2 separate regions of the Mus musculus genome follow, and region 2 is linked to region 1. The links are chromatin contacts, called in public Micro-C maps. All regions are on one chromosome and are shown on one strand. The core of a region is the stretch at or near the end of the contact, and the rest is flanking DNA. Distances in the headings are between cores, read along the strand shown. Region 1 has its middle 93 kb from the start of Gm33944. Region 2 overlaps Slc8a1 (solute carrier family 8 (sodium/calcium exchanger), member 1).

Region 1 (6,876 bases), core at 562-3,061:
AAAAAAAGGGGGTAAAAAGAAGTCCCAATAATGTAGATGTTTAAAATAAAGTTAGATGACTGTAAAAAGGGGAATAAATAAATATCTTATAAAAAAAACAAACAAAAAAGGCAATGCTGAAATACTGTCAAAAGTATGGCAAAGAGGGCATAGGTCAAAAAAGTGAGGAGGGGGGAGGGAGGCACCTGAAAAGAAGAAAAAGGTTGTCCAACCCTGACAAAGATACATAAACCAAGTTAAATGGATGACTGTATGGGAATGACAAGTGAGATCGTTATTATAAATATAATAAAGTGGAATACTGGTAAAAGTGCACCCTGGGCTGGAAGGAGCAAGGAAGTCATGGCCACACTGAGGTCAGTCCAGGCAGAGCACTCGATTCGGCACTGTCTGACTTTCTCTTGCCAGACTCCACTTCTCCTGTTCCTGATAGCCCCTGTCCTGATCTTTCCCTCCCTCCATCCTGTTGCAGAAATTATTTTAATCCCAGACTGTGGTTTCTACCCCACCTTTGGTTTTTGAGTTCCTGGATAAACAACAACAACCACACACACACACACACACACACACACACACACACACACACACAGACACACACACACACACACAGACACACACACACACACACACACACACACACACACACACACACACCAGCCTTTATACTTTTAATAAACCTTACACAGCACCAGAGCTGGGCAGCTGCCTACCCTCCATGCTGTTAGAATCTGCTTTCCTATGATAACCCCGAGTTGTTACTTACTACTTCCTATGAATGTTCCATCTGGGCTGCACTTAGCTCTATTTTGGCAGCATCAGGGCCATGCTCTCTTGAGGTTTAACTCATGGCCGCTTCTCCTTCCTCCTCCTGTATCTTCTTCTTCTCCTTCCACCGACCCCAAGCCCAGGAAAACTAAACCTAACCTATGTCTCTTCTGCCCAGCTATTGGTTGTTGGCATTGTTATTTACCAATCAGAATTAACTTGGGGGCATAGAAGCTATGTGCAGACTCCAGATCTTGGGGCCTGCACTTAGCACTACAATAGACAGTAAAAGGCAAAACCTCACCAGAGTGATAAAATGGGATTTCCTTTTTTACTGACCCACCTCCTTTTGCAGATTGCTGGTCTCATCAAACTGGCAACCAGACTTGTTTGTGAGTCTGTGGACTTCTCCTAATCATCTGTCTTTTACATTGTTTACAGTTTTGACTTGGCATCTGATTTCTCTCACTCTGTCCTGAAATTACAGGGCTGGGCTATGGAAGGCTCCTAACACAACACCCACTCCCTCTCCCCCCCCCCCCAAGTAGAGCACTAGAGATCCCCACAGTTCCAGAGCTCTCTGCAGGGTCAGAGCATCTACTGCAAAGCTGAGTGTGGCCAGCAGAGGCTGCTGGTGTGCACTGGAGGATGGAAACCAAAATGAAGGCAGCTCTCTAGGACAGACGTTATAAAGCCCAGGCAAGCGAAGAGTTTGCAAGGTCACCTACATGTCTCCTATCTAGAGGCAGGAAGTACCCAGTATTAGAGGGCCTATAAAGAAGTTACTCTAACACAAATGTTCTCAACCTGTGGATCACGACTCCTCTCACAGGGTCACGTATCAGATATCCTGCATATCAGCTGTTTATGTTATGATTCATAAGAGTAGCAAAATTACAGTTATGATATAGCAACAAAAGTAATGTTATGGTTGGGGGTCCCTCCAACATGAGGAGCTGTAGTGAAGGTCACAGCACCTGTAAGGTTGAGACCCGCTGCTCTAACACTTCATTCGGGCTTTGTTGATTATTTTCCCTCCCTTTCTTCTACTACCCATGCCTCCCCTGGGATTGCCCCACCCATGCCGCCCCGCCCCATCGCTCCACCCCCCATCACTCCACCCACGCTTCCTGCGGGATCCTCCCATTTTCTTTTCACTACACTTAGCAGTTTTTTTTACTGTATCGTTTATTTTAGAAGTTATGCTTGTAGTTATCCCCCACCCCGAATCCATCTGTCTAATTTAGTTCACACGCTTCTCACCTGTGTATTTCTGAAGCCTTTCTCTTGTTTCTTTTCAGAATAAATCTATATTTCCTTCTTCCAAGACTTTCACCGGATTGCAAGTAGGGGCAGCTTCTAGCCCACCCCCTAAACCTGTATCCATAATGGCTTATCTAAATTTAATAAAATCCCAAGCTAATCAAACATGTCCTGTGTGCAGCCCACAGCGCGCAGAGAAAAGCAGTGCCCAGGCGCTGCCTGCTGTATTATTTAATTCCCAGACTTGGCTGCACACTAGAAATGCCCTCAGCAGTTGAAAAATGCCAGGACACACCTGAAACCAGTGAAGTCAGCTTCCCCAAAGGCTGAATCCATATTACCAACCTTTAAAAACACTTTCTTAGGTGACTAACAGGCAGCCAAGTTTGAGCCTCCTTGCATGAAATGACCTATGCCGAGATGGGTGGGTAAAGCAACTAAAGGTTTTGTGGTTGGGGCTTGAAGACGATTCTTTGACTTTTTAGGGGTCGCCTCCTTCCTTCTTAATGCAGCATTTCTTAGCTCTCCTAACTCTGCGACCCGTTAATACAGTTCCTTATTGTGCAGTGACCCCCAGCCGTATAATTATATCATTGTAACTTCACGATTATAATTTGGCTACTGTTATAGATTGTAATATAAATATCTGCCACGCAGGTATCTGCTCTGTGATCCCAAAGGGGGTCATGACCCACAGGTTGAGAATCACTGGTCTAAACCTTTATAATGATGTTAAGGATGGCAAGGATGTGTGGTAAAAATGATGTGAAACAAACCACGGAATATTCCAGCGCATTGCCTGGATGGCTGATAGAGCCCATGAGCGCTTGAGTCTCTTGCGCATGCCCGGTACAGATGTTTGCTGCCTTCCAGAAGCCTCGAAGCTTCCGTTCCCTCGTAGAAGCGGCAAGTGCTGAGAGGCCCAATAGAATCTTTCAAATCATTATTCAGTTTTTAAAGATGATGCACAGGACTCATATTTCTGTGAGAAACTGACAATATGTAACGACAGAATCAATAAGTTATGTATCCTGGGGGTAGCCCAGGATACGTAGCCAACACACACAGGCACACAGTTATTTGATACTTTGGTTCATATTAGAGTCTTGGAAGTGACCACGTACGTTTTATACATTATACATGGTTAAAAGTGTCTCCATCGACGCTCTTTCCCTCTTACAGCATTTCTTTCACAGGGGTAGGCGGCAAGGTTGTATGAGTCAGCTTTTTTTTGTTTGTTTGTTTTGTTTTGTTTTGTTTTTGGAGACAGGGTTTCTCTGTGTAGCCCTGGCTGTCCTGGAACTCACTTTGTAGACCAGGCTGGCCTCGAACTCAGAAATCCACCTGCCTCTGCCTCCCGAGTGCTGGGATTAAAAGCCTGCGCCACCACGCCTGGCGTGAGTCAGCTTTTTACACGAATGTTTAATGGAGGTGAGCAATTGCTTGCAGCTGCACATATTGAAGAGGTTTATTTCTCTTCTGGTAGGGGACAAGATGATTTGCCAACTGCATTGGTTGCTCCCATGTTCTTGAGGATGAGTTGGTCCCACTGCACTGCATGGATGCTTCCTTCCCTCTCTGCTTCCTTTGGGCTTTCTTCCTCACAGGGCATCCTAGAGGGGCTAGGCACTCAGATTTAGTATCTTCAGAAGGGCTTTACCCATGTGAGCATAGGAAGCCAGCAGAACTGGGCTTTGGCATGAAGATAAACACGATCGCTTTCCTAGGAACAAAGACGGCAAGTCCAACTGAACAACAGAACATCTCTCGGGAAGTAATAGGCATAGTTCGAGAGTACAGGTGTTGGTCTAATGAATGCTTGGATTCATCACTGGGATTCTGATAGGATACTTAGCCAACCTATTCATATTTGATTGAAAATTTCTAAAGAACAAACAAACAAGTCTCCCTTGCCCCCAACCTAGTTCCATTGTTGTCTGGGAGGCAAAACAAACTTATGTCTCAGAATGTAGCAGTGACATGAATGTTCTAGAAAGATGGTAGGAGAGGAATTGATTCTGCTAGTGCCGATAGAATCATGAGTAGGTAGGTTGTTTTCTCCTAAGACTGGAGTTTCAAAGGTTGGGCTGTGCCTGCACAGAGGGCTTGGGTACTTAGGGAGCTGTGTGGGGAGCAGGCCAATGCTGTGGGGGATATACAACGCAATCCCTCAGCTTTGTGATGCCTTTGTTTCCTGTTCTAGAAACATGACGGGAAAATACCCATCTCATACACATTGAAAGCAACACACACTCCCTGGTATATAACAGAAATAGGATCAGGGCCTCAGAAAGTGATATAACTGAGTGTATAATATGTTTTGTATGAACTATTTCTGTTATTAGGTGTAAATTTGAAGCATTTAATTCATACCCAAGAAAGTCAATGGAAGATAAAATGTCATTTGAAAAATATGAAAAATGTGAATTTTGGCAGCCTTCTCTTGCACATTTTATTTGTTACAACAACAACAACAACAACAACAACAACAAAACAACAGCAACAATGACAACAGGGATATTTTCGTAAAGTTGCTTTTGATGAGAATGCTAAATCACCAACCAAAGAGTACACATGGAGGGACCCATGGCTCCAGCTGCATATGTAGCAGAAGATGGCCTTGTTGGACATCAATGGGAGGACTGGCCCTTGGTCCTGAGAAGGCTCGATGCCCCAGTGTAGGGGAATGCCAGGAAGTGGGTGGGTTGGTGAGCAGGGGAAGGGGGGATGGAATAGGGGGGTTTTGGAGGGCAAACCAGGAAAGGGGATAACATTTGAAATGAAAATATATAATAATAAAAATATATTTTAAAAAAGAGACTAGAACACTTGGACAGCTGGTATTTGTATGGCCACTAGAGGGCAGCGTTGGCATTGGAATAAGGGATGATTCCGCATCTTCAGTCTGAGAACCAAGCTTCCTCTGAAATGCAGACTATTGCAGAATTATGATATATACAATGACTTGATGCAGTGGCTTTGCATTACAGGAGATACTACGCGATCGGAATTGGACCCTTCTGTGTTACCGGCAACATGCATTTTGAAGGGAATCCTTCAGTCCTGGTGGCTGGCATTGTGGGATGGGTATTTCAGGCTCCAGATCCACTGGCACTTGAGGGATTAGAAAGGATTTTTTCCTTTTCACTTCACCAATTTCACTTTCCATTGCAAACTGCAGGAATCTGAAGTTTTCCAGTGCAAACACCTTTCCTTTATCTTCACACAGGTTAGCTTTTCACTCGTCATGTTTCCGGGGCACTGCCGCAGAGGTTATTCTTGTTATCTTTGTTTGATGCTGTGGGGTAGCTGGGGATGCTGTCCTCATGGCCTTTAATATATACAGTAACATAAAGTCCTCATGTGGTTTTAATCACTTTCTTGCTTTGCTGGTGGAGCTGGGGCTGAGTTGCACCTGCAACCACTCAACTGACCGAGTCCAGGATGAGCTACATGTGTGGTTTCCCTTCCGGACTCTTCAATCTCCAGGCTGCTTCTAGCACTGCCCCGCCCAGACCTTCAGACTAGAACAGTATCCAGGAAACGATATTGAAAAGCATACCAAGAAAGAATATTTTCGTTTAAATTTTTATGCGCGATATCTTGTGAAGAATGTCACTTTATTTTTAAACTTGAGATTGGTTTCTCAAAATCAAAGCTTGACAGGAAGCTGCAAGAGATGCTGAGGAGGAAGTCCACGGATCCTCTACCCAGCTCATTACAGGAGCAACATCTTGTACAACCGCAGTACCATACCTTGACAGGAATGTTGCTATTCCTGTTTCTCTCCCAGTACTACATCCTTCTGGTACTGTAATAATTTTGAAATCAGACCAAGTCCCTTTAAGTTTGTTATTTTATGAATTGTAATAGCTATGGTAATCATTTTACCTTTCTACATAAAATTTAGAATGTCTACATGCATAAAAGTATTGTTAGGACTTTGACATTCAAGCAAACCTGTCTATTTGGGAAGAATAGTATCTCCGAGGTCATCCACGAACATCACTTATTTTCCCATTTATTTACAGCTCTCAGTGCTTTGCTCGTCCTGGAGCAATTTTGGTTCCCAAGTTCTATCATGGTTTGTTAGGTTTGCATCTTTGAATTTCTTCGTTGGTTCTGTTAGATAGTAGTCACTGGTGTTGTGTTTGTTAGTATAATGGATATAATTTATTTTTATGTTGAGATTCTATGACTTTGAAAGACACTTATTAGCTCTTAAAGGGTTTTAATTTTTTATAGCCATGTTGGCTCCCTTCTTTCCTTCCTTCCTTCCTTCCTTCCTTCCTTCCTTCCTTCCTTCCTTCCTTCCTTCCTTCTTTTCTCTCTCTCCCTTTCTCTCTCTCCCTTTCTCTCTCTCCCTCTCTCTCTCCCCTCCCTCCCTCCCTCCCTCCCTCCCTCCCTCCCTCCCTCCCTCCCTCCCTCCCTCTCTCTCTCTCTCTCTCTCTCTCTCTCTCTCTCTTTCTTTCTTTCTTTCTTTCTTTCTTTCTTTCTTTCTTTCTTCTTACAAAGACAATCACTTATTTATAACCAGGAATAATACACTGCTTCCTTTCCACTTTATATCCCTTTAACTTATATTTCTGGCTTTATTTCATGACATAATATAAAATAAAATGAGTCACTGTGGTAAGAGCAGAAGTCCCTTGTATTATTCCTGCATATAGATATTATCCTACCCATGGACATAATTTTCCTTACTCATGGCATATAAAAATTTTAAACATATTGTTATCTGCTGTTATACTTTGAAGAATTTTTGATATCTATATATGTGATGAACATGGGTTTAGGCTTTCTCTCCCTCTTCCCTTCCTCAGTTTTGTGTAGTTTTGCTATCAGGAA
Region 2 (7,076 bases), core at 4,174-6,673, 240 kb after region 1:
TAACCTCATTTAACATATGAGGGAACCGACATGGGGTGTGACTAACGACCTGCCATGTCACCCAGGGCAGAGTCACAAACGCCATCTGTTTGCCATGCTGGCCTCACTGCCACCTCCTCCTTCTTTAGCGAGAGGCTGAGATGACAAGGACAACCTGAAGGCTGTATAATAGCATGCTCATCCTGATGGTCTTCCCCTGGCTTAGGTTTTGCCCCGTACACTGTTTTTGCTACTTCCCCTATATTTGATTGACATTTGGTTCTTATGGTTCCTGCCCCTCCCACCCCCCAGCTGCTGCTTTGGTGGAGACAGAAGGAAGGAGGAAGGACTGGGGGGAAACTCAAGTTGGATAGGTAGCAAGTGCTAGCTGCATTGAGTATTGCATGCATGGACACATCTTAAAGGCACCTGGTGGCACTGGGCTTGCCTTGAAATATTTTGACAGCTGTTTTAACTGTCGCACACAACTGACTCTGGTATTCGACCTAGGAAGCCGCAGGAGGAGAATTACTGGAACATGACTGTTTAATCCCTTCCTAATCGCTGAAGTCTCTTAAATCCTCCAGCTCTTCAAATACTCAACTGGCAGAACTTGGTGAGCAGACACATTGCCACAGGAAGCCCAGGTACTGGGCTGTGCAGCTCAGGCAAAGTGCGGAATAGCATTACTGGCTAGTTCCTTTAAATCGAGTTTTGATAGAGTTAATAAAAAAAAAGAGAGAGAGAAGCCAAATCCCATTTACAAAATTATTACTTTTGTTTAGTAAAACACATAGATTCAATTTTGCACAGAAAATTGCTTGGGAGAAACGGTCTCAGCAGAATCCTTCAAAGACAATTTAATATTTTTAATAAGGAAAATCTTTCTGATTCTCAACTATTTAGCCATGAAATCTTAAAAAAAATCCAATGAAAGCCTGCCTTCAATAAATGCTGCTTTACAAATTTTATTGTCTGTTTAACAACCTGAGAATATTAACATCCCTTAGGCACTTAAACTCAGTCATAACCCGAAACATTGCACTTTGAAAACTGTCTTTCATGTAATTTAATGTAATTTACTGACTATAAACTGTGTGTTTATTTTTCAGATATTCTGGATTTAAAAATTGTAAGTAAGGTCAATTAACCTAGGAAATGGAAAGTTTCTAAGCATTGTCTGTCTCTAAGCAGTCATTTAGAAATACACACACACACACACACACACACACACACACACACTACACATGAGCACATATACACATACAAACCAATAATACTTGAGAAGCTTTATGCATTATTAATTAACTATTTTTCAAATGATTTGGAGCTGGGTGAACTGTCGGACATCTGCAACATACTTGGAAGGACTCAGAGCTTCAGATTACAGAGTACATTCAAGGCTAGCGTGGACAAGTTATTGAGACACTGCCTCAAAATTGAAACAAATAAGACAATGGCTATAACTCCCTGGTAGAGAGCTTCCCCAGCATATGTGAGACCCTGTGTGCAGTCTTTAGTACGACAAAGAGGGCTGGAGTCAAGACTGGTTATGAAATGATGCCAGCAGAGTATCAGGAGACGTGACAGGGCTAGCCTGTCCAGGAAGCAGGCAAGGGGCAATTTTTCTTATGCTGAAACTTCTTTGTCCCTTAAGGACAGTCAGTAGTACACAGAGTCCTTTTCAGCAGATCACAGCTCCAGATAAAGGCTGGGAAGATGGATCGGGTATAAAATGCTGAGCAGGCAAGTGGGATTCTCTGGGTTCATTACACAGTATCCACGTAAGACTCTGGGAATGTTAGTGTGTGCACAGAAGCAAGACTGTGTTTGCTAAGCAGATAGTCCGGATGATTCAATGAGCTTCAGGCTCAGTGAGAGACCCAGTTTCCAAAACTAAGGTGGAGGGTGATTAGGAAAGACATTAGATGTAGATCTTTGGCCTTCAATTGTGCGTGTGTATGTGTACACATCGCCACATGCATAAGAACACACACACACACACACACACACACACACACACACACACACACACAGGCACTGCCATACTTGTACTCTCTCCCACACAGTCTCACACACAATCAGACTATCTTCCACAGCCAAGCTGTTTCTCAGAAACTACCAGGTTATTGCATCTCTATAGTATAGGCAACAACTGAAAATACTGCCCAGGGATCTGAAAGGATTTCTTCAGTATCTGCCATCCCAGTTCTAGCTCACTGACTGAGGGAGTCATCAGCATCTTGTTTCTCTGTATGCCAGAGCATCAAACACAAGACTTTGGCCTTGTTGGTAGCATAACCCTTTTCACTGTTAAAACAGTCAGCCATGTCATTAACTCTGAGCAGTTTCGGACAGTGACTCAAACACGTGAGGGGACCAATGAGAAACGGTTCTGTTGCGATGAAAGCAAATCTGCTCTCAGGTGGTCTACTGATGGAACCATGTTGGTCATCAAGGTGTATCCTTCCTCAGCCTCAGTGTTCTCCGTCTCAAGCTAGCAATCAGACGCATGTGAACTGTCTGACGCACTTGCTCTCTGCTATACTAGAATATTAAGTGTCTATACGAGAATTTGTACAGGGGCTGTCTATGCTATTCTCCCTAAAAAGGCAGTGCACAGCCTTTACAACAAGTGCTTATCCATCCCTAAGCAACCAAAGAAGACCTGGCATCTGTTGGAAATGTCTCACTACAGGGCTATATTGTCTTTCATGCTACAGTCTGAAGGAGGCAAAGCCCCACGACAATTTTCTAATACTTCCTACACGAGTTTCATCAGTGTTCTTATCAGCTCAGTTCTTCTGTGCAAAGGGAGGTACGCTCCTGTCTCAGATGCTAATCTTATATGTATAGAAAAACATAAACCCTTAGGGGTGTTTCCCTCTCTTTATATGAAAGCTGACGCGTAAATTTTAAATCCACCTTCCTAAGCAAGTATTGGCTGTTTAGTGCTCATAAGTTCCCGTTGATACTTGACTGCAAGAAACCACAGCGTGGTGGTATCCAGCACTAATAATAAACAGCTATGCTTTTTCTTTTTCAACCATTCTCTGTTCCCAGAGCACTTGGGAGATCCGTCCAAGTGTTCTGCGGCAGATTGGAAGGAGGAGGCGGCGGCTGCAGCACAAGCTATGGCCTGATTGCTAGTGATGCTGTTACCATATTTTACAGCTTGGGAATCACTCGCTGCTCAGAAACCCCTAGCTTTGTTGACTGGCTGCAGTGAGATGTGCCTGTGGGAATTTGGGAGCAAGAGCAGTGTAAGCATAGTAAAAGATCTGACCAAAAGAAGACAAAAATGTCAGGCAGTGTTGCTTCCTTCCAGTGTCTGTGACTCACTCTGTCCCTACGCACACCGAGAGTGGACAAGGCTTGACAGCACAGGGAGTGTACCCTTTCTTTATTTCATGTCCTTTCTAGGACTATTTTGTAGGATATTCTTAGAGAAAACCTTGCACTTTCCTTGTGCAGGGAAAAAGTCACAGTGTGCTTTGGTGTGCACCTTGGAGTCTGTGCCGTGGAAGCGCTTATACAATGATTGCACAGTGCTGGTGAAGACATCGAAATGCCTTGCTTTTCTTCCCATGCTTAGATACCTTTTGACCTTTACTTAGCCAATGTGTGCTGCCTCGGGGATCCAGACAAAACCCCACAACTGGTTAAACAGTGAATTAAGACACCAATGGGTTTAAATTCACCTGTCTACCCCCCACCCCCACCCCCAGAGAATGGTAAATGGATACAGACAACAATTATGCCGTTTTCTCTTAATTTTGCCATGTGCTGCTTTGCTGATGGCAGAACAAGCAAACTTAGCCCGAAACTGGCCATTCCACCTCCCAGGGTACAGAACCAAGCACTACTCACCAGCGCTGACAGTGATGGCTTCGATAAACTGCTCTCTCCAGCTGTTGGTCCCCACCACAAGGGCCAGGTTCGTCTTCTTAATGAGTTTGTCCACAGTGCTCTGAAAGGGGCAAAGGGATAAGAGTATAACTTCTGAGATTGTGAGGGCCTCAGGAAATCTAAAACCTTGTTTCAAAGTCCCAGGATTCTATAAGGGCTACCAGATGTCAGGCTCAATAGAAAAGTATGCACATTAAATATTGTTATGACTATGTAAACAGTTGTCCTTAGAAACATCCTGAAATAGAAACTTCAAGCAGCCTTTGCTGCCCTAAAGGCCAACCAGGAGCAGCTACAATGTTTCCCTAGCCACTGCTTCAAACGCCCACCTGTGTTCCTCAACTGCCCTGTGAACTTGATTCTCCCTGGCTTGTCTGTCCTTGCTGTCTGCAAACGAATCATTACTGGCCCTGTTCAACACTAACTGTGAATATCTAGAAGTAACGGATCTGAACCTGAAGATGTATTGCTGTATTGTTTGTCAGTGACATATAGCCAGGAGGCACGGTTTCAAGGTTTGCTGTATGATCATTAATAAATAGATAATTTTGGGTGGGGGTAGTGTTAAGGTGGTGGTGCAGAGGGACCACTGTGTTTTTCAGCTTGTTAATATTATCAGACAATTCTATTCTCACACTACTGCTGTTACATCAGGAGCATACTAGACAAGCAAAAGTCAACATTTGTGGCTTAGGGCACACTGCTTATAACCCTGCATCACATTTTTATCCTTTAATAGCACAGAGGTACATGCCCTTATTTTACTTTAGAACTTATTAGGTCATTAGTTTTGTGGAATTAGAACTCTCCAACTTTCTAAATTTGGTTAATAAAACAGCAGGCAGGACTTGCCAAGCGGTCACGAGAAAACTAAATAAGCCATACAAGTCAAAGCGCTACCACAAATCATGGCAACTACAGGGAGAAGGGGCATTTCTAGGACACTAAGGCTACTCTTCTCAGAGAAACTACTGCACCAACTAGTCTACCAAACATCCACACTTACTGTCAGAGCATCCTCGAATTCCCACTAATTGCAGAGGCAGAAAACACATATTATTTGCCTTAGGTAAGTATTTGTACATGTTCAGTACAGGATAGCAAACTATGATTTGAGAGAGATAACGTTATTGACTAAGCAGAAGTCAAGAGAATGTTGTCTGAGGGGTTGGATGTGAAGCCAGAGCCGATTTATAATAGTATGCGTGTTAGTTCAGAATGAGTCACTGGAACTGACTTGAGACATGGAGAGGAAAACAAACATGAAAGGAGTCATCTCCAGCTAGCACGCTCTATATCTGCAACATGATTCTTGGTGGCTTGTATGTCCTAAGGGCGGTGACCGCTCAGCTTGTCTCGTATCCAGAACTGCTGGTGCCCTGATAACAGCTCTAAGAGTCCCTGCTCTTGGGCACAATAAATTGAAGCCCACGACAGGCATCTGTCTTTTCTCTCTTGACTCAGCCACATCTCATCCAGTACTCTAAGCATCTCAACTAATGCCAGTTCAAAGTGCTGTGCGGAATGTAAGAAGAAATGACCTCAGCTTTTCTTACACGTAGTGGAAACTCTCCACAAGGGAGAGAACGCACTGTACTCCAGCCAGGGCAGAGAACCCCACCATCCAGGAGATTAGCGTTCCAGTGTCATCACTCAGCATCTGAACACACACTTCCCCGTGAAATGTCTGCTCATGATCAAACTTTTAGGAGAAACTCAACTTAACCTTTATTGATGTGGAAAAACTCAGACATATCTTAAAATGTAATACATTTTAACCAGACTGGCAGAAGCAAATTTTCTTCCTCCAGTGGCTAAAGTTGTACTTATGGGTACAACTCTATGGGAGAAAAGGGAGGGAATCAGGATTAATTGAAGTTTAGACAATTCTCTCTATGTTCATCTGGCACATTCTTAAACTGCCAGTGACCTGGTATTATGAGACCCTCACCCAGGACAGAGGGATTTAGTAGAGTCACAGTCTTAGCATGGCAGGCTAGAACTCATGGGGGCAGGGTGGTATGTGGAGTCTATCTAGCCCATGCTATTCTAGAGCTTTGAACAAGTTCTCAAGTTACATTCTAGAAAAACAATTCTTAAGTGAAGAAAGTCAATGTTGATATTAATTTACTTGAAAAGTATACCCCCAAGATGCCCTTTAGGTCTTAATTGTAATGACCATGTTCATAAACTTGAAGAAGAAACTCAAAGTTATTTTAGAAAGTTTTTTTTTTCTAAAAACCCAGACAAATGAAGTTATAGAAAGAAACTAGGGACCAGGGAGACTTCTGGCCCAAGACTTTTTAAAAAATTAATTAATTAATTAATTTTTTTGACCTAGAAGAGTTACCTAGACCAGTATATTCTAAAGTAGTTACTTTAATTACTCTTTCTGTGGTCACTGCATGGGAAGACAAGGCTGGGCATCCTATGAAGGGGAGAGTATACATTGTCTATAAAAAGTTTGGGAGTGAATTAGCTTCAGGAAAAGCAATCTCTATTGTGGCAAATGACACTGAACCCTTGAATTCCCTTAGTGAAAGACAGTTGCAGGAGGAACAGTGAAAATGGACACACATGGACACAGAGTAGCAGAGTGGGCCATAGAGATGGACAGGCTATAGGATCATGTGAACCTGTGCATGTTCTCTTTATGTCTTCAAAGAGCCAGGCTCAAGGTTAGGCCCCAATGGGCTCTGACAGTGCAATGCTCAGGCTTTGTTTCCCTCTTTACCCTTCCTCTAAGCAAGGGAGTGAAAGCAAAAGCATGATAGACAGATACATAGATAGAAGACAGACAGACAGACAGATAGACGATGGATAGATGATAGATGATAGACCAATAGACAGATAAATAGATGATGGATAGACAGATAAATAGATAGATAATAGAGAGACAGACAGACAGACAGACAGACAGATAGACGATGGATAGATGATAGATGATAGACCAATAGACAGATAAATAAATAGATGATAGATAGATAAATAGATGATAGCTAGATATAGTTAGATTCCTAGTGGTCTAAAAAGGTTTAAATGTATTTTATCTTTTTAAGAAAAATCCCATTTTAATTGCAAAGATACTTCAGGCATGTCAATTCGGAAATTAAATTTAATCAACCAACAAAAGGAAAAGAAGCAATTATTACTAAAGATTCACTTAGGATTCTGAGAGTTCTATATTA

The links. Hi-C and Micro-C count contacts between places; a contact is called where the count stands out from the background.
Region 2: a Micro-C map of the AtT-20 cell line shows a contact between it and region 1, with 5 times the contacts expected there. The contact joins two enhancer-like sites. A contact is called at or near these places in 3 of 484 Hi-C or Micro-C datasets (the AtT-20 cell line, cerebral cortex and myocytes), 1 of 115 datasets of contacts at active chromatin or transcription factors (bone marrow-derived dendritic cells) and 1 of 9 other capture datasets (embryonic stem cells).

What each region holds. Positions count from the first base shown.
Region 1 is chr17:81,188,735-81,195,610 of GRCm38.p6, forward strand. No RefSeq gene overlaps it. Among named protein-coding and RNA genes, the nearest start is that of Gm33944, 93 kb to the right of the region's middle. Within about 2 kb of position 1,812, at least 4 of the 459 cell types and tissues checked have an H3K27ac peak or open chromatin away from gene starts, as enhancers often do. A contact at or near this core is called in the AtT-20 cell line, where this site is marked.
Region 2 is chr17:81,424,333-81,431,408 of GRCm38.p6, forward strand. Slc8a1 (solute carrier family 8 (sodium/calcium exchanger), member 1) reads right to left here. Exons shown (of 11, transcript NM_011406.3): 9 at 3,850-3,949. Among named protein-coding and RNA genes, the nearest start is that of Gm33944, 140 kb to the left of the region's middle. Within about 2 kb of position 5,424, at least 13 of the 459 cell types and tissues checked have an H3K27ac peak or open chromatin away from gene starts, as enhancers often do. A contact at or near this core is called in the AtT-20 cell line, where this site is marked.